Linked DNA regions of Sus scrofa: region 2 is linked to region 1. A link is a contact called in public HiChIP or PLAC-seq data. All regions are on one chromosome and are shown on one strand. Each heading gives the region's core, a stretch centred on a gene start, on an enhancer-like site or on the middle of the called end of the contact. The rest is flanking DNA. Distances are from core to core; before and after follow the strand shown.

Evidence for each region. HiChIP or PLAC-seq counts read pairs in DNA pulled down with a chosen protein or histone mark.
Region 2: a contact with region 1 is called in an H3K27ac HiChIP or PLAC-seq map of alveolar macrophages. The contact joins the enhancer-like site here to the promoter of ZNF706 in region 1. A contact is called at or near these places in 1 of 5 promoter capture datasets (liver), 9 of 47 Hi-C or Micro-C datasets (embryonic fibroblasts, fetal heart ventricle, heart right ventricle and 5 more) and 1 of 2 datasets of contacts at active chromatin or transcription factors (alveolar macrophages).

Annotation. Positions count from the first base shown.
Region 1 is chr4:35,766,397-35,771,530 of Sscrofa11.1, forward strand. ZNF706 (zinc finger protein 706) reads left to right here and starts at 1,691. Exons shown (of 4, transcript XM_003481371.3): 1 at 1,691-1,976.
Region 2 is chr4:36,087,604-36,092,260 of Sscrofa11.1, forward strand. No RefSeq gene overlaps it. Among named protein-coding and RNA genes, the nearest start is that of PABPC1, 48 kb to the right of the region's middle. Within about 2 kb of position 2,773, at least 1 of the 83 cell types and tissues checked has an H3K27ac peak or open chromatin away from gene starts, as enhancers often do. A contact at or near this core is called in alveolar macrophages, where this site is marked.

The sequences.
Region 1 (5,134 bases), core at 441-2,940:
CTTCCTTCCTATTAGCCAGGTTAATATAATTATACAGTTATGGTGACTTAATAGTTAAGCTATGGCTTCATACATCGATAAGTTCTGCTTTCTTTTCTTTTTTGTCTTCTTAGGGCTGCACCCGCGGCATATGGAGGTTCCCAGGCTAGGGGTCCAATCGGAGCTACAGCTGCGGGCCTACACCACAGCCACAGCAACGCTGGATCCTTAACCCACTGAGCAAGGCCAGGGATCGAACCCGAAACCTCATGGTTCCTAGTGGGATTTGTTTCCACTGCGCCACGATGGGGACTCCCAGTTCTGCTTTCTTGATACACATCAGTTAATCTGATCAATAGCCATTTACTCACCCCCTACTATATTTCATATACTGCTAAGCACTGGGTATGCAGCGGCGAAAATGAGCTTACAATTGAGCACTGGAGAGAGATTAAAATTTGAACCTGTCGTTTAAAACTGCAATATGGAAGGGAGGGTGTGAAAAGTGAGAGGACCTGAAGTGGGGAGGAAAAGGAACGACTGAACAAGTTGTATGCCACCCAAATTCATTAAGCAGTTAACTCCTCCCTGGCTATTTTCAACAATTCTGTGATATATATACCCCGGTCCACCCAAGTTATCCTAGTAACTTGCCATGTATTTACATTCAACTACCATTTCCTGGGCGCTGACAGATAAATTAGGAGAGCGGAGGCAAGGTGAGAATGTCAAATGCCAAGAGTTCCTTTGTTGTTGGATCTGTAGTTCTAATTTGAAACAAACGTGTGTTGGGTGGCGGCGGCGGAGGCGAGGGGAGGGGGGAGGAGGGAAGCAGCAGACTAAAGCCAAGGTCTAAAAGGCCTTTCCAGATAAACAGATTTAATAATTACTAAATCGCCATGCTCTTGATCACATATTGGAAATTAGCCGTCGTGGCCTCTAAGTCAAGTAACACACACGCGCACACACACACACACACACACACACACAATTCCCCCAAATAGTAACAACTGATTAAACTGCTAAGTAGTTAGACTAAAATGGTCAGGGAGGCCTGGCCGGCAATTTTCAGCGAGACACTCAGGCCTGAATCTTGAACTCTCTAAAATTCCCAGATTCGTAGAGTAACCAGGGTTTCCCCGGAAACGAGGTAAAGGGCAGCTGGTGAGCGAACAAAGGCTGCACGTCCCAGTTAAGGGCCGACCAGCCCGCCCGGGCCTCACAGGAGGCGGGGACGGCAGTGCGCCTGGGTGGCGGGCTCCCGGGTCGGCGACCCTTAGCGCCGCGGGGCTGGCGCGCCTCACCGGGACCCTCCCCAGGCTGGGACACAGGAGGGCGCCGCCGAGGTGGGAGGCTCGTGACCTGGGACGCAGGGGCTGAGGCCCGGCCACCGCCCGAATGAGTGAGCGAGCGACTTGTGAATCACACTGCGGGCCGTCACCAGCCAGGACCGAGATCACGCGGGTCCCAGGGCCGGCTAAAGCCGCCCGGAGAGAGCACGCGGCAGGGGAGGGGCACAGAGGACAGAGCGCGACGTCCCCTGCAGTTCCCTTCTCTGAGGGGCCGCCTTCAGCCTGCAGGCCCCGCCTCTCCACTTATGTAATAGGGGCGCGCTGCCATTGGCCCGCGCGGCCGGAAGAGGGGCAGGCGCGCTAGAGAGTGGGGGCGGGGAGGAGGCCTCAGCAGGAAGGCGAGTGGGCGGGAGCAGGGAGAAGCGGGCGGCGCTGGGGCGACTGGGAGAGCAGCGCGGCGTGCGCGAGCACGAGGCGTAGTGGCCTCCCCCAAGGCTGAGGCGGCGGCGGGCGCGCGCGGCGGCGGCGGCGGCGGCGGCGGCGGGTGTGAGGCGCGGGCTGTTGTGCTCTCGGCTCTCCCTTTTCCCCTCCTTGGCGGGTGGAGGAGGTCGAAGCGGTGCTGGACGCGCTCCCCTTCCTCTCCGGCCACCTCCCCGGCGCTCTCGCGCTGCGCGGTCTCTCAGACGCAAGACTGTCCCGGCCCGGGTAAGCGGCTGTGGGGGCGGCGCTGACGCCGCACAGGACGCCCGGGAGCCCGGGTGGGGGCCCGCCGGCGGGGTCGGCGGGAACCATGGGGGTTACCACAGGTCGCGAGGGGCCACCGGCCTGCCCCGCCTCCCGGGGGCGGCCGAGCCCGTCCTGTCCGGCGCGGGCCGCGGAAGGAGGGGAAGCTCGGGCGCCTGCCAGGCCCTGCAGGTGGCCGGGTCGCAGACCGGTAGCCGAGCGGTAACCTTACCCTCTGGCGACAGCAGCTGGCCGGTTTCTCGAGGCCGGGACTCCCCGTGGTCAAGGGGCCGGGTTTCGGACAGCTGAGGCCTCCGGGAGGCACGTCTCGGGCCGGGGTCCGTGGGGAGTGGCGGGTAGAGAGAGACTGGGTGGCAGAAAAGAGGAGGGGGCTCTCTGAGGCTGAAGAGACCGGATCGAGAAGGAAGATGCGCCCGGCTGCAGCTGGGTTCAGCGAAGTGCTGAGAGAAATAGACCTTACGGCTGGTGCTTTCATCCTCTGCCTCTCCAAAACGGATGGAGTTAAAAGCCAGGGTCAGGATGTTGAACACTGCCTGGGCCTCTTCGCTTCACATTCTTAGGGAGGATGATCCTACTTCCTGGATCCAAAATCTTTTTTTTTCCTCTCTTATTTGTTTTGGTTCTAAGAGGGTCTTTGGGGCAGTGCTTAACTTGTTACCTCCGATAAGAGCTCCTCGTTTTGGAAGAACTCGTTATTCGCTCTGTTACTTCCCTCTTTGCAGCCCCCTCCGAGAATCGTCCAAAATAAGAGTTATATTAAAAACCAACTTTTAGGGTTGTACATGACTTCCTGCTCCACAGTTTGGCGCATTTAATCAGGGAGAAGTTATGCTTAGTTATTGCTTAAGGTTTTGTAGAAAATTCGATTGGCTTGAGAGCAAGTCCTAAGTTGAGCTGTCCAAAAGCAGGTGGTTTGTTCGTTTGCATTTCTGCTTTCAGGAAGGAAATCAATGCAGCGTGTTAGAACTTAGGGGCCGATCTTAACACATTTAGACTAATTGAGTTTCCTTTACCTGATGTTAGGCTTTCTATTTCAAAAATAAGAACAGCAACCACAGACGTATTTATTAAAGCTTTCATGGCTTGTTTGTTACTTTTGTTAGATGACAGTGAAAATGGGTTAAATCTATCGTGTAATGTTATGTATTAGAAGAAATTGGAACTGCAAAAGTTAAAAATAATGTGTATTTAATGGCATTCCTTTGTACAGATCCCTGCATGAAAATGTTAAAATAGCTAACAACTTCTAGATATCAAAGAAACTTCTAGAATTAGTAGCTTCCCTTCTCACAATTTTTTTTTCAGTGTATAACAATTAAGAGGTTATCCGTACAGTCACTATGTTAACATCTTTAGCATACATTATGTGGAAGAGTTCAGAGACCTGAGAGCACTGAAATATTCTAACACTGAGATGTTAGGAACATTATAAACATCGGGATAAAAAAAGATTGAATACATGACTGTCATCCAAATAATACAAACGTATCCAAATCTGTTTCCATGGGAATAGGTTTGTACAGCTGCCATAAATATACTTTTAAAAAAAAATCATTCCATTTGGCTTGGAATTAATAAAGATTTGGTTTTTAAAAAATAACCACAATGGAAGTTTATTCTCCAAAAGCTAACACATCTGGGTTTATTTACCATTATTGGGTGGGAATAGGGTTCTTATATTAGACTAGCATACTAAACATTTTTGTAATTTGTTAAAATATTTAGTTGGCTTTTAGAAAAGGGTTGATTGGCCTTTATATTTTGACTTGTAGTTCGGTGTTTAATGCTGGTGGGACTCTGTCCAGTCAGTAGATTTATTTTCGCAGTTTCCCTTTTTCTTTTTGGGAGAAGCTCAGGTATTTTAATGAAATGCTTTGACCTCATATCTGTTAACTATCTAGGGTTCTAGTCAGAAAACAAAACAAAACAAAAAAACAGCATTCTTTTTTGGTGAAGTTGTAGATTCGTTGTGAGTTCATGTCCTGCAGTGATTTAAAAGTTTAAAGTTAATTTCACTGCTAGTCAAAACTATACATAAGAATTCTATTTAGATCCAGTTTTAAAGTATTTAAAAAGAGACAGACTCCATTTTAGGCCTTTTATGAAGAGGTTTAACTTATATTACCTAAAAGAAGCCTTTGTAAAAGTAGCCTTTTTCCGTTAATTTTTTTAGCACATTTAGGTTCATTTCAGATCATCAGTAGTAAAAAGCAGTGTCTTTAATTTTTTTAAAGTTACCCTTAATCTTATTTAATAATTTGTCTAGCATCCTACAAAGATCACTTTTTTTTTTTTTTCCTTCTGTCTTTTTAGGGCTGCATCCATGGCTTATGGAAGTGTCCAGGCTTGGGGTCAAGTGAGAGCTACAGCTGCTGGCTTGGGCCACAGCTACAGCAACGCTAGATCTGAGCTGCGTCTGTGACCTAAACACAGCTCACAGCAACATTGGATCCTTAACCCACTGAGCGAAGTCAGGGATCGAACCTGTGTCCTCATGGATACTGTCAGGTTCCTTACCACTGAGCCACAATGGGAACCCCCAAAGGTCAATTTTTTAGAAAGGATAACACAACGGTTGTAGGAAACCTAAGTATTTAAGAGAGCAGTTCCCATTGTTCTATGAGCTGCTTTAGAGGCATAAGATGACAGCCTTTTTTTTTTTTTTTCTTTTTTTTTAATTGTCATACACAGTAAACTGTGAAAGTTTCCTAGGCCAGGGATTGAATCTGGAGCCACAGCTGCACGATCCTTTAACCTGCTGCTCCCAGCCAGGGATCAAACCCACATCTATGCAGCGACCCAGTCACTGCAATTGGATTCTTAACTCACTGCACCACAGCAGGAACTCTTCAAATTGTAAGAATCTCAAGTCACAGCAGTGAATTCTGGAAGGGGAAAGTACCTTTGCAAAACCATCAAATGACGGAGGAAAGGGCTAAATTGTCTTTGGTAAACTTAAAAGATCACACACATATAGAAAAGTGTACAAATCTTAGATATATAGCTCAATGATTTCTTATAAGTGAATGTGCCTGTGTAACCATTACCCAGATCAAGATAAACCCCCACATTCCCCCAAATGCCCCTTTTCCCTAGCATTACTTCCTGGATTAGCTTTG
Region 2 (4,657 bases), core at 1,523-4,022, 320 kb after region 1:
AGCCACAGCAACGCGGGATCCGAGCCGCGTCTGCAACCTACACCACAGCTCACGGCAACGCCGGACCGTTAACCCACTGAGCAAGGGCAGGGACCGAACCCGCAACCTCATGGTTCCTAGTCGGATTCGTTAACCACTGCGCCACGACGGGAACTCCTAGCTGATTTGTTAAAAAAAAATCATTTTTGGAATTATAAATATGTTGCCTATTATATATGTTGCAAATATTTTTCTTCACATTTCTGATTTTTAAACTTTCCTTAGGGTATGTATTAGTCTTCTTGGGCTGCCATAACAAAACAGAGTAGACTGGGTGCCTTAAACAGCAAAAATTTATTTTCCCTCAGTTCTGGGGGTTAAAAGTTCAAGGTGCCAACATGGTCAATTTTTGGCAAGAGCTTTCTCCCTGGCTCACAGACAGCCACCTTCTTGCTGGGTCCCCACACAGTAGGACAAGAACAAGCTCCCTGGTGTCTCTTCTTATAAGGACACTAATCCCATCATCAGGGCCCCCCACTCTCTTGACCTCATCTAACCCTGACTACCTTCCAAAGGCCCCATTTCCCGAGGTCTCTTGTGGCGTAATAGGCTAAGGATCTGACATTGTCACTGCAATGGCTTGGGTGGCTGCTGTGTTCAATCCCTGGCCTGGGAAATTTTACCTGCCATAGATGCAGCCAAAAACCAACCAACCAACCAAAGGCCCCCTTTCCAAATACCACCACATTGAGGGTTAGGACTTTGACATATGGCTTTTATGGGGACACAAACATTCAGTCTGTAACAGGTAGAATTTGAATTTTCATGTGGTCAAGTCTGTCAATCATATTCTTGATGCTTTTGGCTTTAATGATGTGTTTAGCTTAGCAAGGCCTCTCGCCAGAGATTGATAAACATGTACGTACACTTTCTTCTTAAACTTTTATATATTTGCTTTATTTTACATTCAAATTTTAATTATTATGGAATATAATTTGGATAAAGTTTGATCTTTTTTTTTTTTTTGCCACCTAAAATACTATTTTTTTAAATCATTTTATTCTTCAAATACAGCTTCCAAACAGCCTCTAAGCATTTAACCAGAAAAGAGTCCTAGTTTTGCCATCATCTGAATATTGGCCTATTGAAGCCAGTTTTCTTCCTTCCCTTTCTCTGCCAGTTGTAGAAAACTACTTTTTGTCTTTCTGGAATATCCATTCTTTCAGTAAAAGACTGACGGCTAAAGCCAACTTTTTTAAAAAAAAGGATACAGTGAGTGTCCTTAACATTTCAGGTTTGAGCAGCATTCCATGTATAGCAATTTACTATCAACTCATCTGAATGTGTATTTATAGCTTTTACATTCCTTTGAATCCCAAAGGTAGTTGATTTTCAAGACCATTGGAAAAAACCTATCCCTGGAAGAAAACTATTTAGATATTTGAACTTAAACTTGGGGGAGTTCCCATTGTGGCTCAGTGGTAATGAACCTGACTAGTATCCATGAAGACACAGGTTCCATCCCCAGCCTCGCTCAGTGGGTTAAGGATCTGTCACAGCTGTGAGCTGTGATGTAGGTCGCAGACATGGCTGGGATCTGCATTTTCTATGAGAGGTGTTTAAAATTATATACCTTTGGAGTTCCTGTCGTGGCTCAGTGGCTAATGAATCCAACTAAGAACCATGAGGTTGTGGGTTCGATCCCTGGCCTTGCTCAGTGGGTTAAGGATCTGGTGTTGCCGTGAGCTGTGGTGTAGGTCACAGACGTGGCTCAGATCCTGCGTTGCTGTGGCTCTGGCGTAGACCAGCCGCTATACTCCAATTAGACCCCCTAGCCTGGGAACCTCCATATGCCACGGGTGTGGCCCTAGAAAAAGGCAAAAAGACAAAAAATAATAATAAAATTATATACCTTTGTTATGAGGATTACTTTTTGGATATGATACTAGTGATTAAAAAGAAAAGGAATACAACTTAATAAGACATGGTTTATTTACTTGGAATGATAGTTCTTAAGGAAGTTGAAATTTTAGTGAATGCCTTCTGTGAAATTCCAGAAAGTTTTGAGGACTTTTCTAAGGGGTTAGAGGTTGATGGAATGAGTTTAAATTATGATACAATTGCTCTTGTTTTTAATACAATGTGTTGGCCCACTATTCATGCTTAGCTACCTTTACTGTTCTGTTTTAATTAATAAATAGGATGCTGGGAAGCCAAGAGAGCAGGAAGTTAATGAATGAGAAAGTACAGCATTTGTGAGATCAACCTTGGTAGAAAGAAAGGAAATGGAAGAGAAAAGACTCGGTGGCCTCTGTGAATTGACCCCAAGGCCATTATTGGGACTCCTGCTAAGGATGCATAAACTTCCTTAAATACTAACAATGGTCTCTGCTGCCATGTCTTCCTGATTTTAGTAGTCCTGGCATTGAATGTTGCCAGATTTAGGACTAAGACGATTGCTCCCCTAAGGGAAGGAGATTTACATCCTAGGGGGAGAATTGGGGGATTGATGATAATTAAAGCAACAAAAACAACAAAATCAATTATTAATTTGAGAGAAAACAAAAAACCAAGTAAGAAAGGACAAGTTATTATAGTATACTACATGGCTCAGCTGTCAATGAGATTTTTATAATCATAAAAGATAAACACTTGTACCAGTTACCAACTTATTGCCTTGGCCCCAAATTCACACTTCATTTCCTAACCTGTGAAAATTGATCTGAGTCCTTTAACTTTTGTCCTTTGTAGCTGACATGATGTTAAAAGCCTTGTCAGTAGAGGGCACTGGAGGGACACTGCAGGAGGAAGGGGTTTCTCTTCCCAGTTCCAGTGTTTTCTGTTTTCCTTCTTGTTCCTCCTGTTTGGTTGACAGCAGGAGATGGGTTGGGGGAGACCTTCAGTGGCATTCACCTACATTAAGCTTCAGGAGTACCTCATAAATGATAATGAAAACACAAAGACCCAAAATCTAGGGGATGCACCTAAAGCTGTTCAAAGAGGGAAGTGTCTAGTGATACAAGCCTACTTCAGGAAACAAGAAAAATCTCAAATGAACAACCTAACTTTGTACCTAAAAGGAACTAGAAGAAGAAAAACAAAAAAACAACAAAAAAAACCCCCAAATTTAGTAGAAGAAATCACAAAGGTCAGAGCAGAAATAAATGAAATAGAGGCTAAAAAACAGTAGAAAGGTCAATAAAACTAAGAGCTTATTCTTTGAAAAGGTAAACAATATTGGTAAATCTTTAGCCAGATTTATCAAAAAAAGAGGAGGAAGGACCCAAATAAATAAAATCAGAAATGAAAAAGAAGATACAACTGACACACAGAAATACAAAGGATCATAAGAGATCACCACAATTATATGCCAATAAAATGGATAACCTAGAAGAGATGGACAAATTATTAGAAATGTACAATCTCCCAAGACATAATCAGGAAGAAATAGAAAATATGAACAGACTAGTTACCAGTAATAAAACTTAATCAGTAACCAAAAACTCCCAACAAACAAAAGTCCAGAACCAGATGGTTTCACAGGTGAATTCTACCAAACACTTAAAGAAGAGTTAACACCTCTTCTTATCAAACTATTCCAAAAAATTGCAGAGGAAATAATGCTTCTAAACTCATTCTGTGAGGTCAGCATCACCCTGATACTAAAATTAGGCAAAGATATGACACCTCTCCCCTCTCTCAAAAAATACAGGCCCATATCACTGATGACCATAGATTGAAAAATTCTCAACAAAATATTGGCAAACTTAGCTCAATAATATAAAAAGATCATATACCAAGATCAAGTGGAATTTATCCTAGGGATACAAGGATGGTTCAATATTCTAACACATTAACAAACTGAAGGATATTAATCATATGATAATCTCAGTAAAGGCAGAAAAAGCTTTTGACAAAACATCATCAATTCATGAAAATACTCACAACAAAATGAATATACATAATAAAAAACCATATATAACAAGCCCACAGCTAACATCATACTCAATGGTGAAAAGCTGAAAACATTTCTTCAAAGATCAGAAATAAGACAAGGATGTCTGCTCTCACTTTTATTCAACATAGTATGGGAAGTCCTAGCCACAGCAATCAGATAAGAAAAAGAAATAAAAGGAATCCTAATTGGAAAGAATAAACTGTCACTCTTTGCAGATGACATGATACTATAGATAGAGGTTCCTAAAAATGCCACCGTAAGGCTCCTAGAGCTCATCAATGAATTCAGCAAAGTTGCAGGATACGAAGTTAACATATGGACATCCATTTCATATCTACATATAATAAGAATTATCAGAAAGAAATTTTTTAAAAAATGCCATTTACAATTGTGTCAAAAAGAATAAAATACTTAGTAATAAATCTAACTAAGGAGGGACAAGACCTGTATTTGGAAAACTCTAAAACATCAATGCAAGAAATTGAAGGCAATACAAACAAATGGAAAGACTCGTGTTAAATGTTAAAATGACCATGCTAGTCAGGGATTCAACAGATTCAATGCAATCCCTTTCAAAATACAAATGTCATTTTTCCTAGATCAAATAATTCTAAAATTTGTTTGGAAACATAAAGACCCTAAATAGCCAAAATAATCCTGAGAAAGAAGCATAAAGGTGAAGTTATCATTCTCCTTGATTTCCTTGCACAGCAAAGGAAA